Regions from separate parts of the Mus musculus genome. Here region 1 is linked to region 2. The links are chromatin contacts, called in public promoter capture Hi-C maps. All regions are on one chromosome and are shown on one strand. The core of a region is the stretch at or near the end of the contact, and the rest is flanking DNA. Distances in the headings are between cores, read along the strand shown. Region 1 holds the start of Rack1 (receptor for activated C kinase 1). Region 2 holds the start of Nudcd2 (NudC domain containing 2).

Evidence for each region. Promoter capture Hi-C pulls out the DNA fragments that hold promoters and counts their contacts.
Region 1: a promoter capture Hi-C map of pre-B cells shows a contact between it and region 2. The contact joins the promoter of Rack1 here to the promoter of Nudcd2 in region 2. A contact is called at or near these places in 2 of 39 promoter capture datasets (cranial neural crest and pre-B cells) and 1 of 484 Hi-C or Micro-C datasets (rod photoreceptor).

What each region holds. Positions count from the first base shown.
Region 1 is chr11:48,797,353-48,802,315 of GRCm38.p6, reverse strand. It overlaps Rack1 (receptor for activated C kinase 1), which reads right to left and starts at 1,956. Exons shown (of 8, transcript NM_008143.3): 1 at 1,744-1,956; 2 at 482-653; 3 at 1-43. The coding sequence starts at 1,852. It overlaps Gm36109 (predicted gene, 36109), which reads left to right and starts at 2,913. Exons shown (of 2, transcript NR_166852.1): 1 at 2,913-2,935. It overlaps LOC115485831 (a small nucleolar RNA gene), which reads right to left and starts at 1,451; the gene lies at 1,384-1,451. It overlaps Snord96a (small nucleolar RNA, C/D box 96A), which reads right to left and starts at 283; the gene lies at 207-283.
Region 2 is chr11:40,731,939-40,736,620 of GRCm38.p6, reverse strand. It overlaps Nudcd2 (NudC domain containing 2), which reads right to left and starts at 2,960. Exons shown (of 4, transcript NM_026023.5): 1 at 2,467-2,960; 2 at 555-603; 3 at 1-128. The coding sequence starts at 2,655. Hmmr (hyaluronan mediated motility receptor (RHAMM)) reads left to right here and starts at 3,184. Exons shown (of 18, transcript NM_013552.2): 1 at 3,184-3,307. The coding sequence starts at 3,262.

The sequences.
Region 1 (4,963 bases), core at 707-3,206, 8.1 Mb before region 2:
CACATCCTTGGTGTGGCCGACAAATCGCCTTGTGGTGGTGCCCCTAAGAAGGAGAACCTGGTCACTTTCTAGACAGGTTTTGTCCATCCAGCTAGAGCCTTTTCCTAGCTTCATCCTTGCCCCGTAGGCTCTATTACCCCACACAGTCCACACGTGGCTTAGAACCTACTACTAGCCTATGTCATGTCTGACATGTATCAGAGAACCCATTCAGAATTGCAGGACATGTCCTCATTCCCTTGTGGGGGATTGGTTGACAATGTCGTCTTGTCATCACTAGGATCCTCTATTACATCTGCCAAATGCCCATCTAAGACAACGTACAAGATGAGACACTTCATAGGTACCCAGTTTAAAACAACACCCCCAAATGTTGCTTTACCCTCTACAAAAGGACCAATTACCAAGGGGAGACTGCACCCCGGCGAATCTACCTCAGTTCTGCCCACTTTCCCCCCAAGATTCCAAAGCAGCTACTTGCGTTGTGAGATCCCAGAGGCGCAGCGTTCCGTCCCAGGAGCCCGAGAGGGCAAACTGACCATCAGAGGAGATAACAACATCACTAACGAAGTGGGAGTGACCTCTCAGAGCACGCTGTGGTATGCCATAGTTGGTCTCATCTCTGGTCAGCTTCCACATGATGATGGTCTTGTCTAAAAGGGTTGGTAAAGGTTGGTATAAGCCTACTTACTGTGCACCATTTACAGTCTTAAAGTCACTGGGGCCAGTAAACGGGACAGAGAAACTTCAAGTTATAAATAAAAGAGGCTTACTACTCTACAATATCAAGAGCTGTAGATCTCAGCTGTAATGTGAGACTATGGGCACCACACTTCCTGGGATTGAGACTTAAGTTCCACATTCAAAATGTATTTTATTTAAAGTGGCTCCCTACATACATATGTGTGCTACCTGTGTCTATGGTGTTCAGAAGTGCGTGTCAGGTCTCCTGGAACTAGTTTCAGATGACTGCAAGCTACCATGCAGGGTCTGGGAAACTAACCCTAACCTTAGTCATCGTCCGGGCCCGAGACTAATTAACAGCAGAAGCACCACTTGGGTGTATGTAGGCTGAGCAGAGACAGCCTTTCCCGCCTGAGAGTTACTGAAATAAATGCAGCCGTTATTGTAGCATCAGACACAATCCTAGCCACGAACCAACTTACACAGAAACGGACAATAATAAGCCTAGTATTAGGTAGGAGAGAAAATGAGCATAATTTTGGGGTGGGTAGGGAGGAAATACACATGAAGATACATCATTAAAGAAAAAAAATCATTAGTTACAAGAAAACCTAGGGCGGGACAATCAAGTCCGGAAATGTGGGGAACAAGGCATCTACAAAGTTTACCCACTGTCTATAGTTTAGGGCCAGGCGACAACAGCTCAGAAACAGCCTCTGGATTTCAGCAAAGCCACTCAGATGGCATGTTGGGGTCATCATTGCTCCGCCCGTCTTGTAGCCCCGTAAAACTACTTAAACACATCTCCAGGAAGCAAGCGAGAGATTTAAAATCGCCAACTTTGGGAGGTGGGGTGTGAGTACAGTTGCGCGACGTGTCTCGGTTTCCGTTCATGTGTAAAGGGTCGTCCCGGTTGGGGCCCAAGTTGGGGTATGCACGCCCCAACTAACAACTGGGTTGGGGAATGAACCGAGCCAACACGCGCGCCACTTGCTTAACCACGAGACTCTCATGCAGTCCCCAGGACACCGGGTGATTTACCCGGCATGCAGCCCGTACCTCGAGACGCAGACAGGATCATGTCCGGGAACTGCGGTGTGGTGGCGATCTGTGTTACCCATCCATTGTGGCCCTTAAGGGTCCCGCGAAGGGTCATCTGCTCGGTCATGGCTGCAGTTGATGCGAGGGTCGCCGCAGCGACAAGGATGGCACCGGATAGCTCAGAGAGCCAAGCACCACAGCGGCTGCCACCACGACCCTGTGGAGAAAAAGAAAGAGCGGCCTCCGCCGGAACCGGAAATACTCGGAGAGCAAGGCGGGGATTCCCATGATTCACTGCTGCTCAAAGATAGCTGCACTGAGAAGTGGGAGGAACTGGGAGAGTAGGTCTCAAGTATCGTCGTTTCTTCTGCCACGCAACCTAGTTTGGCAGCGCTGTACAAATGCATTCTGAAGCCAGATGCGCCAGGGTTTTAGAAAGGCTTCTCGGGAGATTAAAGCATGCCGTGGAAGCAGAAGTGGGGCTGAGGGCACACAAGCAAACTACAGTGGCCTCTCCGCCCTTACGTGGCAGAGACGCGGCTCCGCCCTTTCCGCTTCTGTTCAGTTCCTTGGTTGGAGACCCCGGCTCCAACTTTGACTTACGGAAGTACAATTAAAGTCGCAATTAGAGGCGTGTGCCAGCAAATCTGGCCTGTTTGTTTGTTTTATGGCAAAATTTCATGTAGCGAAGGCTAGTCTTAAACTGGTTGTGTTGCCAAGGATGGTTTTGAACTACCGACCTGCTTCTGTCTCCCAAGTACTGGAATTATAAACCGAGCCGCCGCCCGGCGAGGCTATAAAGGAGGAAGTGCTGGGTTCAGATTTCTGGGGATTCTGTTGGAAGCCCTTTCTGTGCCTCTGATCATTCCCCAGAAAAGCCTGCTGGTCTGTCTTGTGCTGCCCTGAAAGAAGTGTTCCCGGACGGGGAAGCAGAGGAACACGGATAGCCTGGCAACCCGATGACCTCAACACGTGTTCAAATTTTGTAGTGTTTCCAAATGTCACAGATCTGGCCTTAAAAAGTTTTAACTGTATGTTTTAAAGTATTTGTGTGTGAGTGCGCTTGTGATTGCCACAGAGCACTGGCTGAAGTCAGGAATTTTCTCTCCTGCCATGTGTGTTTGGCTACAGCCGATTTGTTCAGCTTCACTTTTTTTTTTTTTTTTTTTTTTTTTTTTTTTTTTTTAAGGAGCACACACAGGTCAGGAAGGTAAGCAACCACTAATGTCTATGTGAACTAAAGGATACATTTAATTATTTATTTTAGTGCTATGGGTTGAACTCCCACATGCTAGGAAGAGTGCCTTACAGAGTTAAATCCACCCAACTCCCAGCCTTGTTTAGTTTTTGTTCGTTTTTTTGTTTGTTTTTTGTTTTTCGAGACAGGGTTTCTCTGTGTAGTCCTGGCTGTCCTGAAACTCACTCTGTAGACCAGGCTGGCCTCGATGATGGAATTCATCACCACATTCAACCTTGTTTCGTTTTGATTCAGGATGTGCATAGCTCAAATTGGCCTTAAATTTATGATCTCCCTTCCTCAGCCTGCCAAGTAACTAAGATTATAGCCCTAAAACACCAAGCCCTAGGTATAAGTATTTGTTTTTCTTTCTTTTTTTTTCTTTTTTTTGGTTTTGTTTTGTTTTGGAGACAGTGTTTCTCTTTGTATCCCTGGCTCTCTGTAGACCATGCTGGCTTGTTTTTTTCTATTCGTAAATTGCATGGAATTTAACTTCTCCTCCTCCTCTTCTTATGTGTTTTGTTTTTCCAGACAATGTGTAGCCTTAGCTGCTCTGGAACTTGCCCTCTAGACCAGGATGGCCCTGAAGTCCGAGTTCACCTGCCTCTGTCTCCCAAGCGCTGGGACTAAAGACATGCACCACCATCATCCAGCTGAGTTTAGTTTCTTATCTGTGATAAGAGATTGAAATTAGTACTTATAAAATATGGTAGTGCGGAGAATAAAGGAATATAGGAGACTAAGCATGGTGTCAGAGGTTTGGGATCCGAGTGTTCAGGAGGCAGAAGTAGGAAGATCACTGATGTCACGGCTGACCTAGTCTATTTAGTAAATTCCAGGCAAGCCAGCTTAGGTCACAGATAAGAACCGAAGGAAGAAAGAAGCCGGATGGCCATTTTGTTTTGTTTGTAGTTTACGTCTTATCATGGTGGGGTAAGACAGTGAGGTTAAGTTTGGAGGGAAGCCATAGGCAGATGTGAAAGCACAATATCTTGTGGGTATCTGGGGAATAGTTCCATTGCAAAGGCTTTTGGCTGGGATCCGTAGGCCGAGCAGTGAGAGTTGCCAGAGTTTGCTGGGATTAGGGGACCTTAGCAAGGTGCACTGGAAGGCATTTGGAAAGGAAGGTATATGTTAGGTGAATGTTGTGTGAAGTTGCAGCCCCCTGTGGTTGCTCAGAGATGTAAAAACCAGGGTCTCTCAATTAAGACCACTTGCTCTGCCGGCCTGTTGCAGACTCACCCGTTGTAGTCTCGGTGGAATATGCAGGGTACTACCCTGGATGTGTTCTTTCACAACCAGAGGGATGCCTTCTTAGCACCCCAAGGTTTTACATCATCTGTCTCTTTGGTAGACCCAACTGGCTGTCTTTCATTTTTCCAAGCCTTAAGCCATTCTTGTGTTTCTCTGGTGGTTCTGGAAGTCACCTGTCCTTTCTTACCCTAAAGCTAGTTTGCTGCTCTAACTAAAATTAAGTGGGTCACGCTAGCACTTGGCTATCTCTGTACTACGCTATGCTACATAGAGAGGTGAGCCACTACACCCACATACCAGCTTCCTTAGTGAAAACTGACTTTCCATTTGAAAAAAAGATGCCATTCTTTTTTCTTCCGGTCTGGGGGATTGAATCTAGGGTTTCTATCTTGCTAGATAAGCTCGCTGCCAGGGAGCTACATCCTAAGACGCCTTTCTTCCTTTCTTTCTTGCTCCCCCCCCCACCAACCCCCCACCCCTGTTTTCCTTACCTCCCTCTTTTGCTTTATTTCTTCCCTGAGACAGGGTTTCACTGTGCAGCTCCCTGGCTGACCTTTACCTTCCTAGTATTTAGATTATCGCCATGCTCCACCAAGCCCTGCTATCTGCTATTTTTCGTAATCTCTGCCTCGGGTGTCCCAAGGAAACAGCACATTTCTGAGATAGCACCAGAAGTCTGAGTTTAAAATGAACCCTTCCCAGACCTCCTGGGATGCCTGAGATGGGACTGCTGTAGATCCTTCTCCC
Region 2 (4,682 bases), core at 1,711-4,210:
AAGTTTTCTCTGCATTTGGTCTTGCACCCAGGGGTCAGCTGCATATTCAGACTCTAAAAGAGAAGTCCAACAGTTTGCTGCATCTCTCTTGGTTTTTGTCAGGACAATGCGGACCATTTTTCTGTCCTCTAAGATAAAAAGAAAGTAGTTACAGAGAAATTACAGTGCATCATTAAACATTGTACTTTCCAAAGGCTATTAGGTACTATTTTTTTTTTTTGTTTTTGTCTGTTTGCTTAAAGTTTATTTATTATTATATATAAGTACACTGTAACTGTCTTCAGACACACCAGAAGAGGGCATCAGATCTCATTACGGGTGGTTGTGAGCCACCATGTGGTTGCTGGGATCTGAACTCAGGACCTTCGGAAGAGTAGTCAGTGCTCTTAACCGCTGAGCCATCTCACCAGCCCCCTATTAGGTAGTTTTGATAGACAATTGCTCTCAACACGTTTTTCTCCATCTTTCACAGCTACAAAGACAAGACAATATAAAGGAGAAATGATACCATGATCCAATTTTTAAGTGTATGAATCATAACAGATTTCTCTTACCCAAAGTCCATGTTCCTTCATCAGCAATTGTAGAATCAAACAGTTTCCCCTGGAAAATCAATATAAGGTAATAGAATTACAGTATTTCATTAAGCTTTATAAATTCTCATCATTAAGATTTGGCTCATTCCAAGCTAAGGCACATCTTAGGCCAAGTTCCCCTACCTGTAGGTGCTCAACCTTGAACTTTCGCCTAATCAGAGTCCAGTTTACAAATCTGACAACTTTACCATGGAAGAAACACACAGGGACCACCACCACTACACAAAACAGGAGAAGACATACTACTCTTTATGATAGAACGCAACATTAACATATAAAACGCTTTACCAATTAATTAATATGAACAAGACAGGGACTCCTACTAAAACTAGAAAAAATGTCCTATTTTTTGTTTTCCTTCTTTTGTTTTGCATTTTTTAAGGGGGTGGGTGTTCCCTGTGTAGCCCTGGCTGCCCAGGAACTTGCTCTATAGACCAAGAGCCTCAAACTCACAGAAATCCTGTCTCTGCCTCCTGAATGCTAGTATTAAAGGTGTGTACAGCCACCACCTGGTGACTATGTTTTGTTTTCTTGAAGCAGAGTCTGTCAGTCCTCAGCCTGTTCATCTCAACCTCTTTCAAGGTCACATATCAGATATCCTACATACCAGATATTTAATGACAGATTCGTAAATGCAAAATTACACTTATGAAGTATCAAGGACACTGTTTTTATTGTTGGGGGCCACCACAGCATGAGGAACTTTTTTGTTTGTTTTTGAAGACAGGGTTTCTCTGTAAAGCCCTGGCTGTCCTGGAACTCATTTTGTAGACCAGGCTGGCCTCAAACTCAGAAATCCCCCTGCCTCTGCCTCCTGAGTGCTAGGATTAAAGGCGTGTGCCCACCACACCCGGCCATGAGGAACTTTATTAATGGAGCGAAGCATTAGGAAAGGCTGAAAACCACTGCTCTATGGAGTCATGGAGCTGGCTTAGTACATCTGGCTTGCTGGCCTAATTCGCTGAGCTGAGATCTACCTGCCTAAGGTTCCCAAATGCTGGGATTAAAAGCGTGCACCACAACACCTGCCTTAAAAGTGCTCTCTCTTTTAAACTCAATGTTATTAAAGCTAGTTCAATCTCTTTTGAGAAGCTGGCACTAGAAAAGGCCAGTTTCTTAAAAAGGTTCAAATCACATGTTGCAGAAATTGATATCCAATTAGCTGTTGACTAATTTTCCTTCTCCTGCCCAAGGTTACAAAACACAGTATCATGTCTCCGTTCACCACTACATTATACAGTCATCCTCCAACAGGCTATGCATCTAATCTAGGTGTAAAGTATAGCCTGATTGTTATGTGAGTCTTAATAAATTCTTAACCAAAAACGGGGAAATGTGACCAGATTAAAAATTTGGTGAAATTAGGTAACTTCACACACCTTTTCACTACGATGAAGATCAACATGCAAGAAACTTGTTATTTAGAAAACCAATCTGACATCTTGGAATCCTCATCCCATTACCCTAGCCTTGCTTGTAAGTGCCTGTATTAGCCTACACGTCATGAACAGAGTTCAGAATCCTTTTGTCTAGTCTCTGGGACTCCCATCGGTGCCCAGAAGACGCATATTCGTTCTTTTGACCTACTTAGCCTTCTGTCAGCAGGAACTCCGGAGGAAATAAAAGCACCCCAAACCTATTTTAGAAATAAAGTGGAGAACAAAATCTTTGAGTTCTACCCGCGCAAAATCTGCTCTGTGGGTGCAGTGCTCCGTGGAGACCCCTCGCCAGAACAATTTACCACTTCTTTCTACCAGCCAGGAACTAACCTTGCCACACCCAGCAGTCATCCCTCTGACACCGTGAATTTTAGGGCTCGGGGTGCGGGAAAGCCAGAAGAAGGAACTCGGGACAAGCCCTGGCTTGCTACCTTGAGGATCTCGCGGCCACCCACGGCCAGAGCCACGTGCCGACTCTGCAGGCCGCACTGGATGTCCTGCGCGCGAGTGCCGGGGGGCACCTGGACTTCAATGAACACCTCCTCCAGGGTCTGGTACCACTGTCCCCACGGAGTCCCGCAAGGAACCACCCCGCTGCGCTCCTCAAACGGGGCGGACATTCTGAAGACGCCACGCAGGCACACGGCTCCGGGAGAGCACTACACCGGCGGGACTAGGCTCTGGGCTTGCCCTCGGCGCCTTGGGGTCACTGCACATGCGCAAGAGTCCAAACTGGCGTGTCCGAGTGTGCAAAATTCTCCCTTTCAGAGCCCATTTAAGACACTCGTGAGCCCTGGTGAAATCGACCGAAGCCTAGAGATGTTGACATCCAAAGAACACTGACGCCGGAACAAAGGAGAAAAGTGCCTGCGATCTTTAAACCTGTGTGACGCCAAAATTCCGACGCGTCCACCGGCCTGTGAAGTGCGCTTGCGCGAACTGGGCTACCCAGTAAAACTGAGTAAAACCAGAAGTGATTGGATAGAGCTGTTTGCGGCGACGATCAGGAGCAGCCTCTTATTGGCTACTAGCTTAAACTTACAAACCTTCCGATTGGGCGGCGGTAGGAATCTAGTGCGCATGCTCTTTGGACCATGCAGGATTGGCCAGATAGGTTTAGGTTTTCTGATTGGCTGAGGGGGAAAGTTGAGGTAAATTTGAATTCAGGCGAGCTGACAGTTTGCTGGGGCGTTTGATTGCTGTCTCATCTGGACCCAGGCGTCAGAATGTCCTTTCCTAAGGCGCCCCTGAAGAGATTCAATGACCCTTCGGGTACGTACGGGTGGGGGAACAGGGTGGGAAGGGGATGTGCCCTCGTTTCCCAGTCATTCGAAAGCCAGGTTAGGGCTGGGGCGGTGTTTGTTTTTCTCCAAATTCACGCAGTAAACACCTGGTTAGCGCAGTGTGGGATGGTAGAGACGCGGCCCTACGTGAAATGAGGTCATCCCTGCACACAGCGAGTCTTCAAGCGTGAGATTCCAAAATATGCCATCAACACCATGGAGAAACCACAGCTGGTTGAAGGGGATTAGGAGTTGGCAGGCGCTACTTTTCTTTTTAAAAAGAAGTTACTCTCTTTAGAATTTTCTGCATTGACATTGCATTCAGATATAAAAGCATAAAGACTGAGAAATCTGTTCAGTAAAGACAGCTGCCCACGGATTCTTTTCCACTCGTGAAACAGTTCTTTGGAATTTCTTTTTTAATATTTTATTTTTTTAAGGTTGATTTATTAACATGAGTATACTGTAGCTGTCCTCACACACCAGAAGAGGGCCTCAGATCCCATAACAGATGGTTGTGAGCCACCATGTGGTTGCTGGGATTTGAACTCATGACCTTTGAAAGAGCAGTCAGTGCTCTTACCCACTGAGCCATCTCATGAAACAATTCTTAAGTAATGTTCAGCATTTTAACAATAGAATAGTGGAACTTGGTGTGTAGATGACAGAGTAAATTGAGTGTAGATGGTGATAGCATTTAAACAGTTAGAATAAAGTAATTTTTAATGTTTTCACCTGTAAGAAATAGACACTTCCAGACCTAGTGGCCTGAGCTACATAGACTGTCAGTAACTCACACCTACAACAAATTAATAGCATGTTGGAAGTAAATGAAAAATGAGACTGAAATCCACTCAATTTTATGAAACTAAATTGGCAGAAATGGAGTGGGAACCCAGACTTCCAAGGATATATGCTATGCTCTTAAGGGCTGTGGTTTATGCACAAGTAACTAGAGCCTTGGGTGTGAGGTGATAGATGCTAACTGTGCAGCTGTACTGTCGTAAGGTCTATATGTTATTCCTTTGAACAGCTAGACGAGAAAAGTACCAAAGTTGTACTCTTTACAAATGAGAACATTGAGAGAGTTTCTGACTATATTATGCAGCCAGCAAGTAAGTGATGGAGCGGAAGATGAAAGGCCGGTTTATATCCTCTGTAGCATGTACTGGTTAGTAGTCTCTATCTGGTTTCTATCAACGTTCCTCCATTCACAAGGTCAAGTGAGTGATCAGACACAGCCATCTCCATGGCCACACCATTTCCAGGGAACTCAGACAACTTAGGTTCTACAGAACAGGGTAGATGTTTTTGTTTTGAGACAAGGTCTCTTGTAGCACAGGCTAGCCTTGTACTCCTGCTGC